2 separate regions of the Zea mays genome follow, and region 2 is linked to region 1. Evidence: chromatin contacts called from public Hi-C data. All regions are on one chromosome and are shown on one strand. Each heading gives the region's core, a stretch centred on a gene start, on an enhancer-like site or on the middle of the called end of the contact. The rest is flanking DNA. Distances are from core to core; before and after follow the strand shown.

Region 1 (7,943 bases), core at 2,391-4,890:
TATGATTACAAATTTTGATAAATATTGGACCGACATTCATGGCCTAATGGCTATTGCTGTTGTTCTTGATCCAAGATACAAATTTGGAATGTTGAAAGCATGCTATACACGTCTATTTGGTGCACAAAGTAGAGCAATGCTAGAGATAGAAAATGTGAGGATGAGTTGTTCTCTGCCATGGAAGAAGAGCTCGATGACATGTGCAGTGATGAAGAAAAGGCTAAGTCTGAGCTTGATCTTTATGTGGATGAGGGTCGTATTCTCAAGTCAAAGGAATTTGATATATTGGGCTGTTGGAAAATTTCTGGGATACGGTACCCTACTCTAAGGATGATAGCCTGTGACATATTTGCTATTCCTGTTACAACTATCGCTTTGGAGTCTGCTTTTAGTATTAGTGGTAGAGTGCTAAGTGATCATCGAAGTCGACTTACTCCCAAAACTTTAGAGGTTTTGATGTGTGCACAAAATTGGCTTCGTGTTGGTCAAGCAAAAGGTACAAATAATACATCTTTAAAATTATTGTATGTCGTTGTAACTTGTAAGTTTTGATTTCAGTTTACTCTCATTTGTTTTACTCTCACTTATTGTAGGAAAAGAAGACTATATGGGTTTGTGGACTTGTCTTGAAGATATACAAGAAGAACTTGTGGTACGTTGTAAGAATTATCATATTCTATAACTAATTATATATCATTGTAGGAACTCTCTTTTGGATTCTCCACGATGCCAAATGAAGATATTTGAAGGAAAATTCACAAGATGTCAAATGAAGTTGAATGCCATGCAGCCATGCTCATTACAATAATTTGTTGTTGCATTTGAAAACTATATATGAGTGTAATTTCATTCCAAGAATATGTTTTATGATGTATTGTACTGTCTTCGCTACTTCTACTACTTGTTATGGACTATGTCACTATGGTGAAATGTTATTGTAAGCCTGGAATGTTATCTATTTACGTTGTTGAAATGTTGAAATTATTGTTTGAAATGTTGAAATTATTGTTTTGGTGCTAAAATTATTATTTGAGGTTGTTGGAATGTTAAATTGTGATAAATTTATGTTAGAATGCTGTTGGAATGTTGCTGTAATTTTAGTGGGCGGGCGGGTAGCGGATCTCCGTTACCGGCGGGTACGGGTACGGATACAGTCCGTACCCACGAGCGTAAATGGGTATGGGTTTGGTTTTATCTCGTGGGTATGGATACATGAACCATATATCCGCGTTCTACTCGCCCGATTGCCATCCCTAGCCAGGATGGAGGGCATCAGCGGTTAGACACGGGCCACACGGAGGGCAACAACGGCAAGTTACCAACCTTAGGCACGACGTCGGGCATTGGCAGCAATGTGCCAACCTTCGGCATGACGGCGGGTACTGTAGCTGGCTAGTTGGGAATGGCCTCCCGATGCAAAACATGGATGATAGATATGTAGTGGATGGCTGGAGACATTTGGTTCATTATCTCATCTGTTTCTTGTAGCTGGATCGAAATTAACCACCCCTCGTGCACGACGCAAGACGATACTGGACACTGCTCAACTCATGCATGGTTTATGCATGATGCATCATGAATCCATGCATGACCTCTGTTTGATAATTGTTGAGGCATGTTTTCTTCTCTATCAGATTATTATGCAATAGCCAGAGACATCTTTATGGTTCTATTTGTCTATAAATTGTGTGTTTAATGCGTGTGTTTAAGAGAAAAAATAAAAGGATATATGTTTAGTGGGAGATGTGTGGGTAGGGGTGGACATTCGAGTTACTCGAGGAAATCGAGTCAGGTAATTTGGGTTCTTCAAAATTCGGGTTTTTAAAACTGCTACCCGAAGTGTACCCAAAATAAGTGGGGGTACCCGATAATTTCGGGTTCGGGTAATCCCAATTTACCTAATCAGATTTCATCCACCGCAATATATTACTATTTCAAATAAACAAAGAACCGCTACGTAAACATATATAATCACTTCTACGTATTTACCTAAAAGTAAATGATATGTTGGAGAAGAAGATGATGCCGACTTCAATTAGAGCACAAATTGTAAAGCATATCAGCCTTACAACAGGGTAAAGGCTTCCACATTCGTTATTCCATTGTACAAGACACAAAGAGGCCGCCATGATTGTCTTCCACATATTAGCCTTACAACAGGGTAAAGGCTTCCACATTCGTTATTCCATACTGTACCAGGCGCAAAGAGGCAGCCATGATTGTCTTCCATAATTGTCTTTCACATATTAGCCTTACGATAGGGTAAAGGCTTCCACATTCGTTATTCCATATTGTACCAGATGCAAAGAGGCACCCATGATTGTCTTTCACAATTGTCTTCCACTATGGTGTCGTTTGGTTCACGAAATATAACGTAAATAGTAATGGTAATGATTCACACTCGAATACTGGTTGTAACAAATTTAAATTAGCCGGTACCTATTTCTAGAGTGACATCAATTACGATTGGACTTAAACAAATATAACTTAACGTTATCGATTATCCATTACGTTACCAATATATGAACCAAACATTACCTATAAGTATTTTTAATTATTCATTATTAAGGTAGTAAGAGGCAACCATGATTGTCTTCCATACTGTACCAGACTCAAAGACCGTTTAGGGACCGAGACAAATAATATATAATTTCGGGTGACTCGGAGAAATCGAGTACCGAAACATGTTAGTTGATTTACCCAATATAATTTCGGGTTTTCAGACCCAGGATCCTAACCAGTGTTTAGGTAATTCGGGTTCGGATAGATCGGATACGGGTTTGGATAGTTCGAGTAATGGGTATCGAGTTTTTTTGCCCACCTCTAGTTGTGGGTCTTTAAAACCGGTAGTCATACCATATGTTTATATGGAGTCAATGTCTTGAGTTATAAGTTATCAAGGCTGTTATACCATATATAGACCGTGATAAGCTACCAAGCCCAATACGAAAGGAAGCCATATACATATAGTAACACCCCGTTAGTTCACAGATAGCTCTATAAAAATAAGGATTGATTTTTTTAACTTACATCTTTTTTGGTTTTTTAACTAAAATAAACTGTAATATTTATTTTTATCAATTTATTATATGGTCTATAGACAATATGCTCACTTTTATATTAAATTTATTTATTATTAGTATTTTTAGAAGGGTCTATACAACTGATTTATTTTGTTTCACCATTGATTGCATTGCGGTTATGGCCTCACTATTTCTAATCAATATGAAATACAATTGCGTACGGATATTATACTAGTAGACTATGGCCCTGTTTGTTTCGGCTTCTGGCAGCTTCTGGCCACCAAAAGCTGTTGCGGACTGCCAAACGCTCAGCTTTTTAGCCAGCTTCTATAAAATTTGTTGGGGCAAAAACCATCAAAAATCAACATAGACAAATAATCGGTTGAGTCGTTCTAATAGTAGGAATCCATCACTTTCTAGATCCTGAGCCCTATGAACAACTTTATCTTCCTCCACACGTAATCGTAATTATACTCAGATTTTCCCCACAGTCAGATTCTCCCCACAGCCAGATTTTCAGAAAAGCTGGTCAGAAAAAAGCTGAACCAAACAGGCCCTATGGATTTAGAGTTTGCTGACCGATCGAAACGCCAAACCCACATCACATATCACTCATTCAAGTTGCAGCGCCGCACAACGAGTACGGCGACGAGAGAGAAGCCGCACCCGAAAAACCGAGGAAGAAAACACTCCCCTCTCCCTCCCAGCTCAAAATTTTCCCCTCCACCCCCACTCCAAACCTAGGCTTCCCGGCGCCGCGCTCCACCCCGCCCCTCCGCTGTCGGTCCCCTAGCTCCTCGCTGCTCGTAGTCTGCTGCTGGGCTTCGGGGAGCACCCACCTAGGCTTCCCGGTGCCGGCGCGCCCCGCCACGGCCGGGCCCCCTACCTCCCCGCCACTCGTAGGCTGCTGCCCGGCTTCGAGGAGCGCCAACCTAGGCTTCCCGGCCCCGCGCCCCCGCGGCCAGTCCTCTCCCTCCCCCATCACTCATAGTCTGCTGCCCGTCTTCGGCGGCGGCGTTCCTCGTGGGCAGTGGAGTGGAGATCCACACGGGCGTTGGTTGGTTTTCTGTCCATTTTTGTTGGTAAGAAATCCTAAGCTCACTTGGATAGGAATACTCTTGTCATAAGAATTGGGTTGTCTCTTATTCAAACCAAGTAGTGATTTCTATCCACCCCATTCTTAGTTGTGGATTTGTGTGCTGCGCAAGTGGTTGGGTTAGCTTATTTGGTTAAGTTCCTATTCAGCGTATGAGGTCGTCATTGGTTTACTCCATAGGACTTCTTGGTACATGGCAGTTAAATCGCAGGTGCGTTTATAGTTTATTTTCCAACACCAACACCTTTTGGGGTTCAGCTGAATCCCCATTCCCCAACCAAGTGCCCCTGCACTGGAACAAGGTAGTATACACAGTGACATAGAGAGTTCTCAACAGGAACACATCTGGAACTTCCATTAGTTTATTTTATCCTCTAAATAGCTTGTCTGCAGCAACTATATGTCCATAACAATTTGGTTGGGGTTGGTAAGGGGTGCATGAATGGGAGAGAAGGTACAATGTTAGGATAGCTTAACATACATTCGAAGTTTCCTGTTCTGTAGTTGGCTGATACCTAAATGTTTTATGCTGTTGTCATAATGAAAACAAACCCTATTGAGCTGGCATGGCTCCATCCTTGCTTAGCGCTGTGATGACATCCTAGTGGAAAAAGTGTTGGCCTTGTGACAAGCAAGGCCAGTTGCTATAGTTGTATCCACAATCCACTTATCTCCCAAGTATTCTTTCACTAATCTGACCTCTGCTAGCAATTATAATATTAAATTGATAAAGTGACTAACTAACCAGACATACTGCACTCCGATTTTCAGTAATTATAATCACATCCTTACATGTGACAGTTAAAATGACCAACCAGAATACTGCATTCCAATTTTCAGATATGATTGTCACACCCTTACACCTTATAGTTGGTTATTTTGAAATCAATCTATTTTTGCAGTGCTTTTGAGATAGCACCTAGAAATCCTGTGCAGTTTGCCCACCAACACAAAAAAAATCCTGAGCAGTTATATCGACATTTCTTCATTCACATGAAATGTCACTTCTTAGTAGATTCTTCTACAAGAGGCCTCCTGATGGACTACTGGAGTTTCTTGACAGGATCTATGGTATGCATGGAGAATTTTACTATATTGATTGCCTTCTTAGATCAATGTAACTTATTTTATGACAGCTCAACTAATCACATCTTTTGGCATTGTACAGTTTTTGATTCATGCTTCAGCACTGAAGTTTTGCCTCAGGGAATGTACCCAGTGTATTTAATTGGGATTCTTACAGAGTTGCATGAAGAGCATGTAGAATCCTCATTTCTGGCAATTAACTTCAGAGATGGAGATAAGAGAAGCCAGCTTGCTGATATACTACGTGAATACAACATTCCAGTCATTGATTACCCCCGTCATTTTGAGGGTTGTCCTGTGCTTCCTTTATCTCTTATTCAGCATTTCCTTCGTGTATGTGAGCACTGGTTATCCAGTGGGACCAATCAGAACATTATATTACTCCATTGTGAAAGAGGGGCGTGGCCTTTGTTGGCTTTTCTTTTATCTTGTCTTCTCATCTACAAGAAACTGAACAGTGCTGAGCATAAAACTCTGGACATTATTTACCGTGAGGCACCTAAAGGGTTCCTACAGCTTTTTTCTGCCCTTAATCCAATGCCATCTCAACTCCGTTACATGCAGTATGTAGCCAGAAGAAATATATCTCCACAGTGGCCTCCAATGGAAAGATCACTCTCTTTGGATTGCCTGATTCTTCGAGCTATTCCAAGTTTTGATTCTGATAACGGATGCAGGCCATTAGTCCGCATTTTTGGTCGAAATCTTCTTGGCAAGAATGCTAGCATGACTAACATGACTTTTTCCATGCCAAAGAAGAAATCTCTTCGGCACTATCGGCAGGTAGGTGACATGGAATTCAACATGAACAATTCAGTTGCTTTCTGTTACTCTATTGGTGTATTTTGAGATGACATCAGTTGGGAATGTCTTAAACTCTTAATGCAGGAGGATTGTGATGTGATAAAAATTGACATACAATGTCTAGTCCAGGGAGATATTGTTCTGGAGTGTGTACATCTCGATCTTGATCCAGAGAAGGAAGTCATGATGTTCCGGATAATGTTCAATACTGCTTTTATACGTTCAAATGTATTGATGCTGAATAGCGATGATGTGGATATACTCTGGGGTTCAAAAGAGCGATATCCGAGGAATTTTAGAGCAGAGGTAAATCGATGCATATACTCTTTGAAATTGCCCTGGGCTAAAATGGATCACTGACACAAATTTCGAATTTTAGGTGCTGTTTTGTGAAGTTGGGGGCATATCTCCCCCAAGGGCTCCAACAACAACACTCAATGGTGATGTGAAAGGTGGTTTACCAATTGAAGCCTTTTCAGCTGTTCAAGAACTCTTCAATGGAGTTGACTGGATTGCAAACAGCGATGATGCTGCCTATTGGTTGCTCAAAGAATTCTCAGCAAACTCACTGCAAGAGAAATTTCAAAAGCTTATGCTCAATGACATGAAAGAGCTCTCAAGAATTCAAGCTAAAGTTGGTCTACAGATGCCACTGATGTCTCCGCTTGATTCTGATGAAGAAAAGTATTCTGTGGCTTCTGATTCTGTTTCTTCAGCTGATCATGAGAAGGTTCAACATGGTGGAAACTCATCTGACTCAGAGAATATTGATTGTGATCATACCACTGAAGATTTTGAATCCAGTGGTATAATAACTTCTTGCACGAACCGATTTCTGCTTTATAACCTATTGATCTTGTTATTTGATCTATATGAGGTTCCCTCTACGAGATATATTGCTTTGTATTGCTGTGCATGGTGCCCTATACATTTCAGGGTCGCACCACTATCCTCCTTAGTGTATTTGTCTTCTATTATTTTCTTTAATTATTAAAAATCTGATTCTATACTATCACATTTTTTGCAGATACTCTCTCAACGAACAGTTCATCCCTGCCTCCCCAGCCTCAACCACCTGTGCCTCCTCATATGGTACCTTCTACCCTTTATGCTTTGCCTGTGTTGGTAACCGTGCCAAGTGAACCCCTAATAGAATCACTGCAGGAGCTACCAAGTAACATGTCTCCATCGTCACAACCAGTTCCACCGCCGCCGCCACCACCGCCACCGCGACAGAGTGGTAGGAAACCTGGTTCATCTCTGTCGCCATCACCAAGTGAGAGTAAACTTGTTCTCTCATCGCCGTCACCTCCTCCACCACCACCGCCACCTCCACTGCCGCCACCAAGCAGTGTAGGTCCTACACAGCCTCCACCACCACCACCGCCACCGCCAAGTGGAAGAAAACATATTCTGTCAACACCACCACCGCCGCCACCACCACCACCTCCTCGAATTCACAGTGTGTCTGCTTCACAGACTCCGCCCCCGCCCCCGCCCCCACCGCCACTGCCAAATTCTGGGGCAGCAAAACAGCAAATTTTTTGCGCAGCTCCACCGCCACCGCCACCGCCACCGCCACCTGCGGCTACAGGAATAGCTACGCCACCCGTTCGTCCTCGTCCTCTCTCTTCTAGTAAAGCACCTACAGCTGCTTCTGGTACTCCTTCAAAAGGACCACCTCCACCTCCGCCTCTGCCTCCACCTGCTACTTCTTCAAGAACTTCTGGCCCTTCTATTCCATCCCCACCCCCACCCCCACCCCCACCACGCCCAGGTGCTAATAGTAAAACTCCTCCAGCCCCACCGCCACCTCCCCTCATGACAGGAAAGAAAGCGCCTGTGCCCCCACCTCCACCACCTCAAGCACCAAAACCTCCTGGAGTTGTGCCTCCACCACCACCACCAAGCTCAAAGATCTCAAATGCACCAGC
Region 2 (7,943 bases), core at 2,885-5,384, 160 kb before region 1:
TTTTAATGTGGTTTTTCTTGCTCCGACCCGATGCAGGATCTCCACATATCGATAATGCTGATGTTCAGATTGATGTGCCTGTGTCATATAATATGGACAACATATGCAGGGCATCCAATAGTGTTGATGTTCATATTGAGGATGAGGAGGAGCCATATGAGGCTGCACGGGCCGTAGATTCTGATGATGACCGTTCGGTTCAAGAAATGACCGAGCAAGAAATTGAACTCATAAGACGTTTGTGTCCGGAGCGAGACCCTGTAGTACATGAATTTAGCAGTTTAAGTCATTCCACCCGTGCGTATGCTGAAGGACGTGACGATGAACTGCTAGAGGCTCCGGATAACGCCGACAGCATTGAGATTAAGGTTGGCTTACTTTTCAAGGATCTGCCTACACTGAGACGATGGCTACAGGAATATTCTGTGAACCGGAAGAGGCCGTTCAAGGTGAGGCATTCGTATGCACAGCGTCGTTACACTGTTGTGTGCGAGGTGCCAGAATGTAATTGGAGGGTATGTGCCCGAAGGCAGAAGGACACCGGAAAGTTTAAGATCACCAAAAAAATAGTAAGTACCGCTATAACATTACATCTGGTGCAAAAAAAAATACCAACCTCATCGTAATCGACCATATGTCCACAAAAATATCCAACACCAAGCTCCGAAGGAACTAATCCATACTTAGCTTCAATACCACATTTGCAGAGTACTGGATCAAATTTGACCTCTTCAGCCGCCCACCCCATGTATCTCTTTTCCTTTACCTCTGGCTCTGGCCAATGGGACAAAGGACCATACAACCACTCTCTGAAACGACACTTACGCCACCCGTATGGCTGCAGGAGAAAAATTAGTAATTTATTGTAAATAAAAACTAGTTCATACATTTAGCGTATCAATGGGCTCACATAATCAATGTTCGGACAACAGAACTGCTTGTCATAGTCTTCGTCGATGACAGCACGGTCTCCACAATCGCATCGAGGCGGTGAGTCCATCCGTCTTTCTGTTGCTACCTCCTTCTCCGCATCCGTCATTGGTGGAGGATTCGGGGGAGGAGGTACCCAACGCTTAAAACGCTCATGACTGGTCTTTCCACTCAACCAATTAACGAAAAGAAGATATCGAGGGTCGAATTTATCAGGACCATCGATCCACTGGAAAAAGAAACACTTCTGATGTCCCTAAAATAATGGAAAGATGCACTATTACATATCTACAAAATAATGAATGCGAACAAAATTAAGTGACAAGTCATAAGCTACGTACGTCCAAAGTGCCACAAAGGTAGTAGCAGCGAGCAGTCGTGTCTGGATGTTGTGATTGATGTACCCAAGCCAGTCTGCCACAGTCACAGTTAGGAACGGGGAGTTCAGGAGGAACAGGAGCATCCTTACTAGATACGTCCGGATATAACTCCCGAGGACGACCTCTCTTCTGCCACAACGCCTCTCGGTACATGTCTTTCATCTAATAAACGATTATAATTATCACTTGTACCTATTATGCTTTATAATAAGTTTACACAAACTAATAATCGAAATGATAATATAATAGGTGTATACAAATTATTAAACTAACAACCTAATATACAAAACGAATCAGTTCGAAATCATACCTTGGTCTACGAAAAGAACCAACTCAAATCTTTGAATCCAGGAACTTTTTACGAAGTTTGGAAATGGGATGAAATGAGCTGCTCTCGGCCAGCCGCGCGGGCGTTTTTATAGGAATTCGTAGCTCGGCGCCAAGATCTGTGGTGCCGAGCTACGAGGCCGCGCCGCCGCCACGTCAGCGCCAAGTCAGCCCTGGACGCAACTAGCCGTTGCGGCCACGTCACAGCTCGGCGCCATAGGCTGTGGCGCCGAGCTGTGTTAGCTCGGCGCCACAGCCTATGGCGCCGAGCTAAGGGTCCAAACCTGCATTTAAAATTTTTTTAGGTCTAAACGTGATTTTACTTCTGTTTAAGGGCTAAAATACAAAAAATTCGGCACGAGCGCTGCACCGTCTCGGATGTGGAGGGCAGTTGACCCGGATTCCTGTCGGAGTATGGTACTAGCTCAGTTCACAAATATAGGACATTGATTTTTTATTTATTTAAAAATATAAAATTATAAGTTAAATATAAACTAACTTAAATAATAAAACAAATCACAACAAATAAACGATAACTCATTATTTTTAATAAGATGAGTGGTTAAAGTTTTTTTTTAAAAATCAACGGTGTCATATACTCAATAAGTAGTACAAAAAAAGTCCAAACCAGACCACCCATGTTTTTGATTCAGATGCAAACGAACGTCTCTAGGTGAAGCAGCCCAATTCCAAACCGAGTGATTTGTTTTCCCCCAGAAACAGGCCTGGAATGGGCCAAATCGTGAGATACTGTAGAATAATGTGTATACATTACTAGAGAGAGCCAAAAGAGTAATTTCGGTTACCTAGCTGTAGTCTGTGAAGTATACGAACTAAACATATCAGAAGTTTGAAAGAGATACTCAGGTCGTTCGTGCACTGAACTAGACAGTTAATCAAATAAACCCCCGACCCCCCGTAACCCGACTGAAAACGACGCCAAATTCCAGGCGTTCGTCACAGTCCATTGTCACGTCGCTGCATCCTTAATATAAATTTCCGGTTGCTCTCGACGTCGCCATAGAAACTAGAAAACCCGTTCCAAGCAACAACGCCCAAGTACTGATTCGTCGCAAGAGCATGTCTGAGTCCGAAGAAGCGTTCGACACTCTGCCACGCACGCGTTCCGGCTTAAACTTTTTCAACGTGTAGAATAGTATACAGTGAGTGTATCTTTCTCCGACGTCGTTGAGGGGAAAAAACACACACACACAGACACAAGATCCAGCCACAGCCAGTATGTTCCGACTTCCGAGCTCCGACACGTCCTCCACTCGCTTCTCAGAAAAAAAAAACCCGTACCGCTGCTGCCGGGGTGTCGGTATCGCGTTGGCCGCGTCCGCCGCCGGCAAACTGTAGTCGGCTCGCCCGCCGTGAGCAAGTTGGTCAAGTTGGTCAAGTCGCCAGGGCCAGTCCGGACTGTGTCGGTATCCCCGGAGGCCGGAGCGAATTGATCTGGTAAGGGATGTAGTGGTGCTGATTACCGAGGACGGGATGCGACTCGATCCAAACAAAACGATAAGTTGGTCAACAAGATGCTGATGTTTTGCCTCGACTAAGGTCCTGTTTGTTTCGGATTATAATTATATAATCAAGCGTAAATAATTTAATAGGTAAACAAACATATAGATTATAGGTTCAGATTATATAATCTAAAGTCCAGATTATGATAATCTCATAATCTCCTCAAGAGTAGCTTATTTGAGATTATTTTGGCAAAAGATCCATTACCATGGTTATGTAAATAAAAATTACAATATATGTCACCCTTCTTTCATCACCTCAAATAAATAAACAAGAGTATTATTGTCTTTATAAATAATCTATATTTGTATAATCTAAACTATCAAACAACTACATATAGATTATAATATATCTAGATTATATAATTTAAATTATAATTTAGATTATAATTCAGATTATATAATCTATAAGCTAAAACAAATATAACTAAATGCGACTCTCCGCCCGGCTCTTTGTTTGCATTTGGCTGGCACACGTGGACCACGGTCCATGGTCCATGGCAGAGCTCCTCTGCTTTGTGTGGCTGCTGGCTAAGCTTGGCGCCGAAGCACTCGTCGCGCGAGGTCCTGGGGCACCCCCGGCCGGCGGCGGTGGCGTGAGCGAGCGTGCGTCCGAGCGGGGAAACGTCGTTTGACCTGGCTCCGCGTCGTCCGGTGCCGCACGCACGCACCCAACGTGTTGCCTTGCCGCGCAGCGTCGTCGCGTCCGGCACGTCACTGGGCAGCAGCGATCACCAAGGAGGCAACGACTCGTTCAACCTCCGTTCTTCCGACGGAGAGGCGGTGCCGGTTGGCTGTTCGATTCGATCTAAACGTTGTCAGATGCCCATGCGATTCGATTCCTTTCGATGTAAGCAATGATTGGTGTGCTGAGCTGGTCGCTGCCACGCCTAAGCGCTGTCACTTCTCGCCGTTACCCGACGCGTATTCTACTACCTGGTGCATTCATAGACGCCGATCGATACAGTACATTCACCGCAGTTTCTTCAAACCGAGTAGCTTGAGGAATACACCGGCGACCTTTCCACATGGGCAGCCACTATATATATTAATGGCGTCGCGAGCCAACAACGCACGAGACAAAGGGCCTCACGCTTTCCACATCGACACAAAAACCAACCGCCGCCACCTCCCTCCGCTCGCGCTAGCTGTGTGCGTTCCTTGCCTGCCACAACTCCAGCACTTGGAGTCTTCGACGACGACGATGACGACGACGGCAGGGGAGGAGAAAGAGAAACAGGCGGGCGGGTCATCCATGGAGACGGAGGAGGAGACGACGCCCAAGGCGAAGAAGCGGCCGCAGTCGCTACTCGGGAGCCTGCGGGAGGCGATCACCAAGGTCCGGTTCCTGCTCTCCTCCAGCGCGACGCGGTGGATGCTGCTCAGGTCCCTGGCCCGCGGCGGCGGCAGCGGCGGCGCCCCGGCGCGGCGCCTCAGCTTCGACGCGCGACCGGGCCTGCTCGACACCATCGCCGCGTCGCCGACCTCCTCCTGCAGCTCCAGGACCTCCAGGTCGGCCAGCCTGGGCACGGCGACCACCCGGACCCTGTCGCGGGCCAGCAGCGCCGCGTCGCCGGAGGCCCTGACGAGGGCCTCGTCGTCGTCCGGCGGCCGCTCCCCGGCGTCGTCGGCCGGGGACGACGACGTCGACCAGCGCGCCGAGCTCTTCATCGCCAACTTCTACAGGCAGCTGCGGATGGAGCGCCAGGTCTCGCTGCAGCTGCGGTACGTCAGGGGGAACAGCTGGGACAGGACCCCTGGCGCAACTCCTTCTCCTGCTTCTTCCAGGGGATGATCCGTAGATTGCGTAGCGAAATAAGAATTTGCAAGGTAGAGATCCTTTCCTTTCAGAGCGCGCGGTGACGCGATTTAGATGGGTATCCTCTTTTTTTTTCCTCCATCGTTTCTGCACATTCTTTTTTTTTTGGGTGCTGAATAGTACTGTACAGTTTATGATTTGCTTGGACTCATGATCGAGAGTGTAATAAATACAAAAAAAAAGAGAGAGAGATTGGGATTACAGTCTGTAATCAGGTGTTCGTTTTGACTTTCGTTATGTGAACCAAGAGGAAAAGGGGAAGCACATTCTGATGCTCATTTGGGAGTGTTTGTGTTCGATTGGTTTGGTTGATATGTTGAGGAAAGGCCGAGAGCATCGCTACAATTTCTGTTCGAATAGAGCATTGTTCGTCATTGTTGTCTGCAATTAGGACATTTTGGTAGGTAATATTTATAGAGATGCAGAAAGCAAGCCTTCTCGTTTCATTTCATCCTCCTGTCCTGACTTGGGAAACCTGCACGCAGACCTTACAAGTGTATGCATGCGTCTGCATCCTCCTGATTATCACAAACTAAAGCTGGCTCTAGTAGTATAGCCCTATAGAGCATTGCGCCAGCAGGTTGCAAGCGCCATCCATGAGGTAATGCATTTTTTGATTTGCTTCTCCATCCCTCCCCTTGGTTCTCTTCAATGGATCTGTCACAATTGGATCTTCAACCGGGGCTCGAATTTGAAGCAAATGTCTGTAAGAAATTTGGTTCATCGATGTCTCCGCCGCCGAGTGCTCATAAAAGCATGTTCGCTTGACTTTAATTCGTATCAGTCTCTACTGTTTCTACGGTATTTTTGTATTCTACGAATTTCTACGAATTGCAGTTGTACCAGTCTAAACAACTAACTTTAATTCGAAGCAAATAGCCCATTAGGATTTTTTCGCTGTCAGTGGACTTTCTGCTTCAGCCTTTTCTAGGAGGTTCAGCCGCTAATTTTCTGGTTTTCCAATTAGCTGATTGATTTTATAGGTTCTCGGTGTCCTCAAAGCGGTTGGTTTCCATATATACAATCACAAAGTTGTTTCCCCCAAATTGTAAAGCCTATTTTCATCTATGGAATTCGGGAGGCCCTAATTGGATCAAAGAATTCGTGATTTCCATGAGGAAGAAGCTGCCAAATGGAGCACATTCGAAAGGAAAAAAAACATGTTTCTTTCTCCTATGTAGAGGTAGTCAAGCGCCCCATTTTCTCAGGCGCAAATGCTATACCTATTTTTAAGAAGGGCGAATGCCCGAAACAATAATCAGTGTAGGGTGCTCATGGTCGTGCTTTAGGAAGGATATCTGTCTTCAAAGGATTGTCAATTAATTCTTTTTCATCCAAAAGGGGGATATCGGACCTTCGAAGGCTCTCACCTAGTTTGAATCAAGCCCAAAAAAGCGAAGATCACGAAAAATTATTGTAAAAACTAAAGTTAAAAGATTGCTCAGTGCGGGAGTCATAAGAGTAAGAGAAGTGACATATCCGGAGTGGTTGGCCAAAATGGTCATGGTCAATAAATCTAACGGCAAGTGGAGAATGTGTATTGATTTCACATATATTAACAAGGCATGCTCGAAGTATGAGTTCTTGTTACCAAGAATTGACTCACTAATGGATGCAGCTGTAACATCAGAACTCATGAGTCTACTCGATTCCTATTCAGGTTATCACCAAATCTGGATGAAGAAGTAAGATAAGCCGAAGACCAGCTTCATAACCCCCGTGGTACTTACTGCTATCTTCCTTCAGCAGGATGACGACCAAAGTGTTTTCTCAGTTGATTAGGATTGTTTTAACTTATGTCGATGATAACATCATGAGAAGCACGAAGCAGCAAGATCATATTTCAGATCTCCAAGAAACCTTCGCCAATTTTTAAAGGGTGGGTTTAAAGTTGAACCCTGAGAAGTGTGTCTTCAGAGTTAAAAAGGGTAATTTTTGGATGTGTTGTGTCAACAAATGGGATAGAAGCAAACCCTCACAAAATCAAAGCGATACTCCGGATGGAGCCGCCGAAGTCAATAAGAGGGGCTCAAAGGCTAGCAGACAGACTAGCGATACTCCGGATGGAGCCGCCGAAGTCAAGAAAAGGGGCTCAAAGGCTAGCAGGCAGACTTGCTTCCGTGAACATGTTCATCTCAAGATCTACTAAACAAAGCTTGTTGTTCTTTGAAGTCCTAAAATCAGCAGAGGTTTTTCAATAGGGACCAACTCAACAACAAGCCTTTGAAGAATTAAAAGATTACTTGATTGTTGGGGTCGTGCTTCGGTGCGCCGAAGGTCTCACACGAAGAAGCAGCTTCGGCTGAAGTCGTCTCCAAGAGATGGCCGAAGGTCCCTTTTCATGGAGCTTCGGCGTTTTAAACCGACATAGAGATAGAATGACCTTTTTATACATATAGGTCTGAGTCAATGCTGTAAACTTTCGCAAGGGACATAATTGTAATTTGTCACAGGCTGCGACCTGTGCCTATAAATAGATGAACAGTACCTCTGTACTGTTCATGTGAACCTGTCATTTGCTTTCACATCACGCTTGTACTTTTGCCTTCTGCAGGACCGAAGGTACATTTGTAATTCAAAATCATTTATATTCATTAATACAAGTAGAGATAATTCTATGACAATATTGAAATGTTTATTTCATATTCTATGATTTATGTGAATGCTTCATTCTTCATTGTTATGCTTACGAAGGTATGTCCTTCGTAACCTTCGTCCGAGATGCTTTATATCCCGAAGGGATATATTGTTATGGAGGACGAAGGACCTTAACACTTAACATTTTTTGTGTTGCCTTGTTCTTAATTCTTAGCATTTGAGAACAAGTCCCCAACATTGGCGCCCACCTCCGGTCAACTCACTTCCACCTTTCTGAGCTGATGGCTTCGTTCAACACTCAAGCTGGAGCTGCTTCGGCTTCGAAGCTGGTGCTCCCGATAACAGGCGGTTCTTGCTCAGAGCCAG

What was found. Hi-C and Micro-C count contacts between places; a contact is called where the count stands out from the background.
Region 2: a contact with region 1 is called in a Hi-C map of tassel, with 4 times the contacts expected there. The contact joins the promoter of LOC103643246 here to the promoter of LOC103645263 in region 1. A contact is called at or near these places in 8 of 25 Hi-C or Micro-C datasets (bundle sheath, ear, endosperm and 3 more).

The regions. Positions count from the first base shown.
Region 1 is chr1:214,648,085-214,656,027 of Zm-B73-REFERENCE-NAM-5.0, reverse strand. It overlaps LOC103645263 (formin-like protein 3), which reads left to right and starts at 3,640. Exons shown (of 21, transcript XR_004855476.1): 1 at 3,640-4,105; 2 at 5,022-5,190; 3 at 5,288-5,988; 4 at 6,094-6,315; 5 at 6,389-6,815; 6 at 7,037-7,101; 7 at 7,174-7,943.
Region 2 is chr1:214,803,594-214,811,536 of Zm-B73-REFERENCE-NAM-5.0, reverse strand. It overlaps LOC103643246, which reads left to right and starts at 4,134. Exons shown (of 1, transcript XM_008666400.4): 1 at 4,134-5,257. The coding sequence starts at 4,212. The coding sequence ends at 4,955.